Regions from separate parts of the Mus musculus genome. Here region 2 is linked to region 1. Evidence: chromatin contacts called from public HiChIP or PLAC-seq data. All regions are on one chromosome and are shown on one strand. The core of a region is the stretch at or near the end of the contact, and the rest is flanking DNA. Distances in the headings are between cores, read along the strand shown. Region 1 has its middle 71 kb from the start of Gm29243. Region 2 overlaps B930018H19Rik (RIKEN cDNA B930018H19 gene).

What was found. HiChIP or PLAC-seq counts read pairs in DNA pulled down with a chosen protein or histone mark.
Region 2: a FOXA1 HiChIP or PLAC-seq map of pancreatic cancer cells shows a contact between it and region 1. The contact joins two enhancer-like sites. A contact is called at or near these places in 1 of 484 Hi-C or Micro-C datasets (cortical neurons) and 2 of 115 datasets of contacts at active chromatin or transcription factors (effector CD8 T cells and pancreatic cancer cells).

Annotation. Positions count from the first base shown.
Region 1 is chr8:34,285,385-34,291,079 of GRCm38.p6, forward strand. No RefSeq gene overlaps it. Among named protein-coding and RNA genes, the nearest start is that of Gm29243, 71 kb to the left of the region's middle. Within about 2 kb of position 2,682, at least 36 of the 459 cell types and tissues checked have an H3K27ac peak or open chromatin away from gene starts, as enhancers often do. A contact at or near this core is called in pancreatic cancer cells, where this site is marked.
Region 2 is chr8:34,619,280-34,625,747 of GRCm38.p6, forward strand. B930018H19Rik (RIKEN cDNA B930018H19 gene) reads right to left here. Exons shown (of 5, transcript NR_040706.1): 2 at 420-587. It overlaps Gm34096 (a long non-coding RNA gene), which reads left to right. Exons shown (of 3, transcript XR_001778547.2): 3 at 1-240. Among named protein-coding and RNA genes, the nearest start is that of Gm34096, 16 kb to the left of the region's middle. Within about 2 kb of position 3,127, at least 157 of the 459 cell types and tissues checked have an H3K27ac peak or open chromatin away from gene starts, as enhancers often do. A contact at or near this core is called in pancreatic cancer cells, where this site is marked.

The sequences.
Region 1 (5,695 bases), core at 1,432-3,931:
TGTTCCCCATTCCATACCTCCCCCCACATCTCCAAGAGGATGTTTCCACACCCCACCCTATTCCACCAGACCTCCCCACTCCCTGGGGCCTCAAGTCTCTCAAGGGTTAGGTGCCTCTTCTCTCTCTGAGGCCAGACCCAGCAGTCCTCTGCTGTCAATGTGTAGGAGGCCTCATATCAGCTGGTGTATGCTGCCTGGTTAGTGGCTCAGGGGGTCTGAGAGATCTCGGGGGTCCAGGTTAGTTGAGACTGCAGATCTTCCCATGGGGTCACCCTCCTCCTCAGCTTCTTCCAGCCTATCCCTAATTCAACCACAGGGGTCCCTGGCTTCTGTCCATTGGTTGGGTGTAAGTATCTGCATCTGACTCTTTCAGCTGCTTGTTGGGCCTCTCGGAGGGCAGCCATGCTAGGCTCCTGTCTGCAAGCACATAGCATCCTTAGATTTAATAAAGACTGTTTATACATATTTAAAGGTTTGTTTATTTTTAATTTGGTGTATTTTGACTGTATGTGTGTCTATAGACCATGTGTGTGCAGTGCTCACAAAAGCCAGAAAAGTGTGTAGGAGCCTCTGGAGTCATAGATAGTTGTGAGGTGCCATGTGAGTACTGTGAGCCAATTCCTGATTTGATTCTATGCAAGAGCCACAATGAAAGACCCACAATGTGAGGACTTCCCCACGTTCTGACTCAGGAGAGGCGACACCCCAAAATCACCCACAAGAAACGGTCTTGCTGCAAATTGCAAGAGGATTTTTATTCAAGAGTGCTCTCGGGCCCACGGTCATACACCATGCAGGGGTAGAGGACCGTGTCGCGCCGAGTAGCTGGGTAAGGGGGTATTTAAAGGAAGAAACCACAACTCAAGGAAGTGGGGAGGGCGTTGTTGGAAGATACCAAAGATACCAGTTAAGAGTCACAAGGAAGTGTAAAGTTACAAGAGTCACAAGGAATACCTGGTAATTGTTAACTCTCAAGACAGCTTCTAAGAGCCTCTAACAATAGCACATTTGCATTGCAGGTTCTGGTAATGGCCAGGGTGACTTTCTTTGAATGAGCACTCTTTGAATCCAGGAAGCAGGTGGGTGGAGGAATGTCACTATCTGTTTTATGATTAGCATACCTTTACAAAGGCCACATTCCCCAGCCTGGGCCTAAAGGCCTAGAATTCTGTTTTTACTTTGTTATACTTTCAACATATGTTCTCGGCCATCGAGCTATCTCTCTAGTCTGTCTGTCTATCTATCTATCTATCTATCTATCTATCTATCTATCTATCTATCTATCTATCTATCTATCTATGAATCTATCTATCTTTCAGCTACACTGAAGTTACTATCTGTCTACAGTTCTCAACTGTGTGGTCTTGGAGGGATGATGCTTACAGACATAGCAGGGTGGACTCTCATCCAGTGTGTAGTATCCTCATAAGAGGAGAAGAGACATGGCAGAGACACCGGAAGACACTGCAAGGTGAATGGCTAGGAAAGCTAAGAAAGCCTGAGAGAGACAGAGAGAGAGAGAGAGAGAGAGAGAGAGAGAGAGAGAGAGAGAGAGAGAGAGAGACTCTGCTAGTCCCTTAATTATAAACTTCCAGTCCCTAGAAGGATGAAACACAGTTCTGTTGTTCTGACGTTTGTTTCAGGCACTCTAGGAGACCATCATGACTGGCTTTAAGGTCCACTTGCCCCAAATTAAAACCGACTCAGTAGGGAGCCTCACCAGGGAAACTGTTCTGATTGCTTTAATGGGTGTGACAAGACCCGGCCCAAACATGCATAGCACTTCCGAGTGGCAGCCCAGATAAAGGGGGCATGGCAGACAGAATATTTGCTTTTCATTCACTTGGCCTTCCCTCTTGCCACAGAGTTGTGTGCCCTAGCTGCTGCCCTCGACTGCTTTGCTTGTATCAGAAACAGCATTTCCTTCTTTCCATCATTGGCCAAGGACCAGCAGGTCTATCTCTCAGAGCCTTCCAAGTTTTGGCAGTAGATTGGGACATAGTCTTAAGGTCTAAGTAACTATAGGGCTCTTAACCTTTCTGGTGTGAGGTTGCTATTGTTACTATTTAAAAGTAAGCTGATTTAACAATATCTCTGCCTGTGTCTGTTTGTCTGTCTCTCTCTCCCCTCCCTCTCTCTTTCCCTCTCCCTGCCTCTCTTTCTCCCTCCTCTTCCCCCTTTCTTAATCTCTCTTTCAATACTATTTTGTTATTCTAGAGAACTCACTAACAAACATATATACACACTTAAGGCCTGAAGTGGTGAAGTGAAGGAAAGAAAATTACCTACATGGTGCTCTGGTCAGTTTCAGGAGGACACTGGCCTGAGAGAGAAGTTCTAGAATCATCCTCAGGCCTTCATAAGCTTGTCCCGTCTCTCTCTGGATTAAACTTAACTAGAAGTGTGAACCAGAAGTCAGGTGAGCCCATGTCAGTCAGCCTTCTAAGACAGCAGAATTGGGGAACACTCCATGGAAGATGCCATGGAGCATGGGGCACAAAGAGCCACTCCTGAGGGTTTTGCAAGATGAGGTGACTCTGTCAAGTTGCTTGTGGGAGATGACATGAATCTTCAAAGCACCACAAAGGCAGATCTGATGTTTGGCTGACTCACTGTGACCTTGCATGCTACAATCCAGCTTCCTGCTACTCCTGCTCCATCATCTTTGGAGGGGGTTAAGCTAGCTGGCTCCTGGTGATCTCATCTTGGCCTCACGGTGAGCAAACAGGAATGAGTAATTGTATGCCAGACAGTAAGAGAGCGAAAATACATTTCTCAAGATTCATAACTTGAATTTTTTATGACATTGAGCTGGTTTCGGTGAAGGAAACTTGTTGTCGATAGTAATTATACTTTTATAGCTTAGCTGTTGAATTCTTAAAAGAATGTGTTTTCAAGTTAATAGTCTCTTCTTAATTTAGTAGATTTGTGACATTTTTGTTGCTTATAATTTAAGTATCTCCCCACCCGTTTATTTTATCTGCATTTACATAGTCTGGAAGGCCCATTTAAGAGAAATATTTCCTTCTTTCCTCCCTCCCTCCCTTCTTCCCTCCCCCTCTTTCTTCCTTGGACAGGCTTATTGGGTTGTCCTGCAAGCTTATTGAGTTGCACTGCAAGAGAGCAGTGGTAACAGCAACAGAGGGACCACCTGCTTTTAGTTTCTAAATTTGGCTTTTATCAATATATTGTCAATATACTTGTTACATATTATCAATAATTTGACAGTGTATTACCAATGTCTTAGTCAGGGTTTCTATTCCTGCACAAACATCATGATCAAGAAGCAAGTTGGGGAGGAAAGGGTTTATTCAGCTTACACTTCCCACATTGCTGTTCATCACTAAAGGAAGTCAGGACTGGAACTCAAGCAGGTCAGGGAGCAGGAGCTGATGCAGAGGCCATGGAGGGATGTTCTTTACTGGCTTGCTTTCCCTGGCTTCTTGCTCAGCCTGCTCTCTTATAGAACCAAGACTACCAGCCCAGAGATGGTCCCACCCACAAGGGGCCTTTCCTCCTTGATCACTAATTGAGAAAATGCCTTACAATTGGATCTCATGGAAGCATTTCCTCAACTGAAGCTCCTTTCTCTGTGATAACGCCAGCTGTGTCAAGTTGACACAAAACTAGCCAGTACACAATATATTTGTTTTTGTTTGACATTTCATTTTCTTTCAGGCACTATTTCAGCATAGAATAGAGAAGAAAAGAGAGAGAAGGAAAGAACTAGAGAGAACAAATGAGAGATATAGATAGATAGACAGATTGATTGATTGATTGATTTGGACCTATGCATTCTTCAGCCACTGAACAACAAGAAGTTGCTTAATGATTTTTTTTTCTGTCCCTCGTTCAGAGGTGTCCTTGCACAGGGACTCCAGAGACTGGAATGGTGAGGCCTTTGTGGGTGCTGACACTGCTGGCTCAGAAACAAGAGCAGGTTTTGGGCAAAGGCCGAGAGGCTAATGATCTAATAATATTACATATCCCAGGTGAATGACATGGAGCCAACTGTCAGACTTCCTGGCGTCTCCAGTGTAAGATACTATCTTTGTGTGGTACTGTCATTCACCAAGGCTCTTCTCATTATACAAATCCACCATTACCATTTTTCTTTCTGCTCTCAAAATATTGTCAGTGACTAGGTCTTTGTCGACAACCTTCTGATGTCAACTCATCTCTCAGGGGAGGAGTCAGAAGAACTCTTAACGTGGTGACACAGGCAAGGAAACATCTAATGCAGGGACAAACAGCTGAATTCATGACAGACACATATAAGAACATATTCCAATGTTCTTTTTGTGGATTGCATCAAGGCCGTGCTATGTGCTTGTAAATGAGTGGGTAATGAGATGCTTTGATAGGAAGCAGGGCAGTAAGAGACATTGGCATTGACTCAGGCTGGGGCAAAAGAGCAAGAACAAGGATAGAAACATATATCATATATGCGATCAGTATTTCTAAAAAGTTAAGAATTCCTAAAGTAGGAAAATAATGAAGATGCATTCAGTTGATCGATGTCGGCACACTTGCGAGGTAAACTGAGGCTTGACTCAGTCAGCTGCACAGACCATGAGGTCATCATGAGGCAGCCGGATGGTGGAGGCTGAGGGCATGAGGCAGCCAGATAGTGGAGGCTGAGGGAGATGGTGAACATGGCGGCGAACTGCCTAGCCTTGATACAGCGATCACTTGCTTTCCATGCGCCATCGAGGTTTTGGTTGTACTCAGAGTGTTTTCCTGGTGTGAGTAACTGCCTCACCCGGGAAAGCTTTGATTCCTGTTTCCTTGCACCAAATAAATCCCAGAAGGATCAAATGTTTCAATGTAAAAAAATGTGGATCTATAAAAGCATGAGAGCAAAACTCTCAGGAACTAAGAAAAATCTTAGAACCAGGTACAGCTCTGTAGAGCACAGAGTGAGAATTAGAACAGTAAAGGGAAGGAGAGCAGGTTTGCTTACAGCCAAAAAAAAAAAAAAAAAAAAAAAAATGCTTGAAACCAGAGGTAAGATGGTCCGGGAAGAAAATATGGCAACATTTGTAACAAGGCCAGGTAAAGAGGGGACAGAGAGGGAGGCCACTTAAAGAAAGGACAGAGAAGGAGGCCATGTATAGAAAGCATGTTTTGTTCATAAACAAGGATCATGCTCACTGATAGTTAAAGAAAATTCAGGGACTCACTTATTTTGACTCCCATGGGATTGGCAAAGATTAAAATTTGATGATTTCTACCCCCTCCCACCCCCCATCCCCGGTCCACATTTGGCTAAGATCCTTACCAATACCCTGTGCACTGTTTCTCCTGGGAGGACACAAAGGCATGAGCATTTAAAATTAATTTGGCAAAGTATGGCACAACACAATTAATGTTGTAACGATTTAAAATGTTCGATTCTTTGACTCACCATTTCTGCTTTTCTAAATTTATTTTGTAGACAAATGTGCACACATTTCCAAAGCCAGATGTACAGGCTGTTCCCGGCTGCTTCCTAATAGCAAGAAGAACAATAAGGAGACATTACAGAAGCCTAAATGTCCACCCACAGGAAGCATTTATCAAGGAATGTTAGTATACATGCATACATACACACACACACACACACACACACACACACACACACACACACACACACGGAGAGGGAGGGAGGGAGGGAGGAAGGGAGGGAGAGAGAGAGAGAGAGAGAGAGAGAGGT
Region 2 (6,468 bases), core at 1,877-4,376, 330 kb after region 1:
TCCATGTGGACTCTCCTGTCACAGACACAGTGTGCCTTTGCGGCCACCACAGCCATCCTCATTAGCACATATTTTTATCTTCTCAGTCTTGGGGATGCACTCAAATGCTCGCTGACCAAATGTTCCTATAAATAACACCTCAGATCGTCACCTTCCTAGTTTATACTTACCTGGAAGCTGAGATCTGAACGCTCACCTTCTGCTTTAATAAAGCAGCCCCATGCAGGCGGTGCAGTCTTACATTCCCTCCACTCTGCCTTGGGAATACATATGCCCCCCAACCCCTGCCTGCAGTGCTTTAGTGCTTTGCTGTCAGAATCCTACCCCCTTTGCAATACGGTGTAACTCCATCTTCCCCTAAGAAGCTGTCAAGGCCAGGTCTGATTCAGTACAAGCAAATACAGTAGCTGTATCCTCACCCTTGTATGGAACTGAATACACGATGACCAGTATATCTGCATTCTTCCTCCCGGATGGAAGTGCCTGGAAGGCAAGGGCTGCCTCTCTAGCCACAATATTCGGCTCCCAGGAAGCGCCTCACTGCTCTTTTCTGGATGCGATGACAGGAGTCCCGCAAGGCAGAGAAACTGAAATACAAACAAAAAGGCCCACCTTACAAACACTAGCTCTCTGAGTACTTCTCTTAGGATGAATGTCAGTTAGTTCAGGACCCCCAAAGAGTTTTTTTTCCATAGAAACTTTGGCTCTACACACCTCCTTAGAAAATATATTTTAAAACCACTCGCCGGGTACTGATGGCACACTCCTTTAATCCCAGCACTTAGGAGGCAGAGGCAGGCAGATTTCTGAATTCAAGGCCAGCCTGGTCTACAGAGTGAGTTCCAAGACAGCCAGGGCTACACAGAGAAACCCTGTCTTGAGGGAAAAAAACAAACAAAAAAAAAGCACAGAAAAACAAAGAAACCACTCTGCTTTGGCCAAGCAGAGGTATTACTATAACAAGAGCTATGGGTTCATATTCATACAGGTAGCTAATCAACGGGGTTGAAATCAACGGGAACAGAAAGCAGTAATACATGGCTGGTTTCATTACCAGAGCATTTGGAGACCCAAAGAACATCTTAATATTGACTACTGTGATCATTAACATTGGCCAAACACCCTCAAGAGGCAAGGCAATACACGGAAGAGAAGTTGATCAAACAGGTGTACTCCAAGCTCAATAAGACTGTGCAAGGGCAGACACAGCATTTGAACCTGGCATTATAGAATGACCAATGGGGCAGATAACGAGACTGTCACATGGGATTTGCCCTAAACCTGTTGATCCACCTTGAACAAGTCCTTTGGCCACGCATGGAGAACTTCAGCTTTGCCATCTGCAAGGTAACACTATCCTTTTGTCATTCATAAAATTCTGGGTCTGTTCCCATTCACTTGCTGTGAGAGTGGTAGAGGCCTCAAAAAGACAGAGCCTAAATATCCAGTGGAGCTAAGCTCATGTCTATGTGTGGCTGATGCTCACTATAAAGCCTACCCAGGCACCAACACAGTCAACGAACTTGGTCCCATGGGGGCTCCCAGAGACTGAACCACCAACCAACGAGCAAGCAAGGGCTGGACCTATGCCTCCCCTCATATATGTAGCAGATATACAGCTTGGTCTTCATGTGGGTCACTCATCAACTGGAGCAGGGACTGTCCTTGAATCTGTTGCCTGACTGTGGTTCCTGCTCTCCTAACTGGGTAGCCTCGATTGGCCTCAGTGGGAGATGATGTGCCTAGTCCTGCAGTGATTTGATGTGCCAGGGTGGGGCAATACCCAGGGAGGTCTCACCCTTCTCAGAAGCAGGAAGTGAGGAGAGGGACTATGTGTGTGTGTGGTGGTGGTGGTGGTGGTGGGGAACCAGGAGAAAGGGGACTGCTATTGTAAAGTTAATTAATTAATTTTAAAATGAGCCCTTCCATGCATGTTTTCTTGGGTTTTGTTTTGTTTTGTTTTGTTTTGTTTTGTTTTGTTTTGTTCTTGCATGGTTTTCTGGGCCCTAATGGTGGTTTTGTTATTCCCTTTCCTTTTTTGCAAGAGAAGACTGTATTGATTACATTTCCAAGCTCACCTCACAATGTCACCCCCTCTGTTTTATGTAATCCTTTCTTATCATCTTATAGCTGTTCTCCCCGCCCCTAGCCCCTCCCAAGAGGATCCATTCAACCTGAGAAACCTACAACATCTGGTTTGAATGTGCTTTTGTAAAAGGTGCACGGTTTTTTGCTTTGTGCCTATCTATTTTTAAATCTCTAGCCTGGATCTCAGGTTGTATATTTCTGCTTTCCTGGGGAAGCTGGCAAGGACTCCCCACTATCCCACCCTCCCTTCCACCTCTGAGGATAACTGAGGGCCAAGGGCGATCTGCTGGTCCTGTGCTCTGCACAGGATAAAAAAGCCGGAAGTGGCCACCCTCGCCGCCAACGGAAGCGAATCACAGCGGAAAGATGAAGCGCGGAACTCACTTCATCCGAATCCTGTTTTTTCCACATTGTGTGGCTGCAGGAAAATTACTCATTCAAAACAAACAAACAAAAACTAACAAACAAACAAACAAAACCTCCACTTCTTGGTCCCATAAAATAAGGGGGAGAATAAATCATTGAGGGTATTGAAAAGGTTCTATAAGAGAGGCTCAGAGCAATAAGTCTTGCTTAAATTCTAAGTAGATGGCAGCTGAGTTTAGCGAGACTTACCTAGCAAAGCATTCACAGAAGCAGAGCCCCCCGGGTCTTATGTGGGAGAGATAACTGGGAATGAAAACCACATGAGAAGCCTAGAGCTTTAAAGACATGGACAGTGGAAAGTCACACAGCTAAAGATCTGATCATTAAGCTTTAAAGTCCCCCGGGGTAAACGATCCAGAATAGAAACATACAAGGGTCAAAACTGCTCTCCTCTACAAAACTGGTCTTCCACGTCTTCTTCTCTCCTCTCTCCCTCTCCTTCCCTTCCTTCCCTTTGTTAAACTAGGCACTAGCTTTCCTCAATCCCAAATAAAAGTCTCCCGCACCTGTAAATATGCCAACAATCCGATGTCAGCGTCATCAGACTGCTGTACCCGGGCCAATCTTTATCCCAATGTTTGCTATTCAAGGAAACGTAGAGCTACAGAAAGTTAATTAGTGCCTAAGAGGTCTATAAAGGCCATCTGCCCCACAACTCTTTTACATTCGAGGACGCTGGGTACGTGAAGAAGCCTCTGCCACTGTCATTTATTTTGAGCAATGTGTTCTGCTAGGCATGCCACGATCACGCACGCAACTCCACAACTGACACTCTGATGTCTCCGAGTTCTGCATGAAGACAGAAGCAGCTCAACATTTCCATAGAGCGAAGAAATACTCTGCAATCCCCTCTAGAGCTACTGTCCTAGAGAGGAATACGGCTTAAACGCAGTCACGTGTTGCTGAACCCCAAAGCCTCTCCCATCTCCTCACCAGTAACCTTTAAAGGGCATACCCTGGGGAAACAATGATCCACAGCCAGTGCCCTTCAGCGACATGAACTCTGGGCTGTGTGTCTAAGCAGCCGGAGCCAGGTGAGTCACAAAAGTCACGCCCAAAGCCACAATGATCAGAGCAGGATTGTGAAAACCCCAACCCCGCCCCGCCCATAGCATTAGCTCAGGGACGCAAACTGTCCGCTTCCTCAAAGAGATGGCTTTCAACAAGACTAATGATTCATATGAGATCAGAAAATCTGGTGTGCTTCTATTTATACCCTCCAAACTGGTTCAACTGCCCGTGCAAAGTGTTCACACATGAGATAGCATCTGCTGACTTTCAGCAATTGGAAAATTACATTTTTCTTTTGTTTCTTAATATAATATTTGTACAGTTGTGTTTATTGTTTAGGTCAGTCTCTCTCTCTCTCTCTCTCTCTCTCTCTCTCTGTGTCTCTGTGTGTGTGAGAGGGAGAGACAGAGACAGAGACAGAGACAGAGACAGAGAATAAATAATTTGATTTTGTATTTTTCACATTAAGGTGACCAAAAATAATAAATATATTGAATCTTATGATTCCAGAAGATTTCTAAAATAGATACATTTGAAATTTTCATTGGTCTTACCACTCTGTCTGTACAAGATGTATACAGGAATTTCTGAAATTTTGTCATACTTTTCTGCCTAATTTCGGGTTGCATAAGTTTCTTTCTATCAAGTCAACTGCATTTATTAAGACATAATTAACCTATTTCCACATTTAATCATCTAAGATATATAAAGCTCTAATCACAGCTTTAGATCAGCTTGTAATCAATGTTATCAAACTGAATTAATTTGACTCTAATCAAAAGCAAAAAAATACCATGACATTCTAGTTAATGAAGGCAGTTTTATTTTCAGAAATGTGCAATGCCTGTGGAGCTTTTGGGGAAAAAATGAAAAAAAATTAAAAATCCTTCTAGGCACATTTAAAGACTCCCAGGGCCCAGATTCCCCAAGAGGCAAACCATATCGGTGTAGAGTCTCATAAGGGGCTGAATACAGAAGTTAGAAGGCAAGGACACCTTTTATTTGTATGCATTTCCCAAGAAAAATGCTGAAAGCTGGGGTATGAACACAGTGCTTGCCTTCTAACGTTTTCATTTCCCCATCAGAAATAAGGGAGAGAACATTTAAGATAAAGAAAAGTAGCCATCGACAGCTCCTTCACCCAGGGCTGAAAGCTAATTATGTAAGAGGAAAACAACCCGCTTATTCTTCCTTCAAAGGAAACCTTGTGGTATTAATAGTTCCTCATTTTCTTCCGAGCCTCAGATAAACTCAAGCCGTTTGAGGATTTAAAAAAAATTCCAAAATTTCATCCGGGACAGATTAGTGCTGTTTCATGTGACTTGAATTTAATAATCCTGGACTGAGGCAGGGGTGGGAGAAGAATTCACCACCGGAGGAAGAAATTATTTTCAATTATGGATCAGTGAACAAAGCCAGAAGTTTTGACTCAAACCCCAAAGAGAATCAATGTCCATTTTAATGGCAAACCAGCACAATCGGTATCAATTTGTGGTCAATTACACCCATGGTTTTTTTTCTTGTTTCTACTTTGAGACTAGGTGTTCAGTGTGACTTGCCTGAAGAAATAGCATATAATTTGATGGCTGGGCTCTAAGTAGATCTGAATGGAGCAGCAGCTCTCACCCTTCCTAATGCTGCCGCCCTTTTATACCGTTCCTCACGTTGTGGTGGCCCCCAACTGTACAATTGCTTTTGTTGCTACTTCAGAACTGTACATTTGATACCCTTAAGAATCCTAATGTAAATATCGGATATGCAGGATATCTGCTATGCGACCCCCAGTCGGATCACAACCCACAGGTTGAGAACTGTTGAACTAGAATCTCATGAATTAAGGAGGGAGTCAAAAAATAATTAAAAAAAAAATTAAAAAGCAAACAAAAAAAGATGGAAACAGATCCTGATTAAATTGACCTGACAGACCAATTGACCTGACAGAACACCCTCATAGAAGCAGGGCAGGGGGGATGGGATAAGGACTTCTGGGGGGAAGGGATAACATTTGAAATGTAAATAAAGAAAATAGCCAATAAAAATACAATAATAATAATTTTAAAAAGCAAACAAGAAGGATGGAAACAGTTCCTATTAAACTAATCTGACAGACCTCTTGTATGCTTCTTACTCAAGTTTACAGCAAAATTTAACTCCCAGAAATTAATAGGATAGATAACCTTCACAAAGCTTTTCCTGGCTGTTCTTAGGGCATTGATGTAGCTGGCTCTGTGAAACTGTGGACATCCAGAACAACAAATACCGCTAAGTCAAATACAAACCACAAGAAAAGAGAGGCAACAGGGACAAAGTCATCCATAGCAGACAGGTACTCTCCGCAGTTGTCAACGGTGTGTACACACTACTACGGAGGAACTCTGTGTTTAAGATCTGAAGCTTTACGCCAATGCCACATTCCCAACTGACCCCAGGAAAAGGGGTGGGGAGAATGCTTCCAAACTATTTCTGTCGTCATCCTAAGACACGTTCGCTGACCTGAAAGCAGGGGATGGGTTTCACGGACAGTACCAGCTCCATCTGTAATAGCACCCAGCGAACTTGGGAAGCCAAGCAAAGATCAGGAGGCAACTTATTAATTCATTAAGGAGATGGAAGGAGTGCTGAACGCACAGAGCATTTGGTGCCTATGAATTGTACTTATTTTTATCTTGGTTATTATCATTGTGCATCTATATGTCATATATGTGTGAGAGTACACACGTATGATGTGGTGTTTGTGAGAGAGTGTGTGCATGCGTGCACACACATCACAGTACCCTTTTGCATCAAGGCAAGTGTTATTACCCTCCCCCCACTACCTCCCTGCCCTTATGTCTGCAAATTCTTATCTTATTCCCCTTGAGTCTAACCCAGAGAGATTAGCTCAAGGCTGAGAGATCTCCATTCTGAACTGGCACCCGAGTCAGTCATGATGCTGGATGTTCT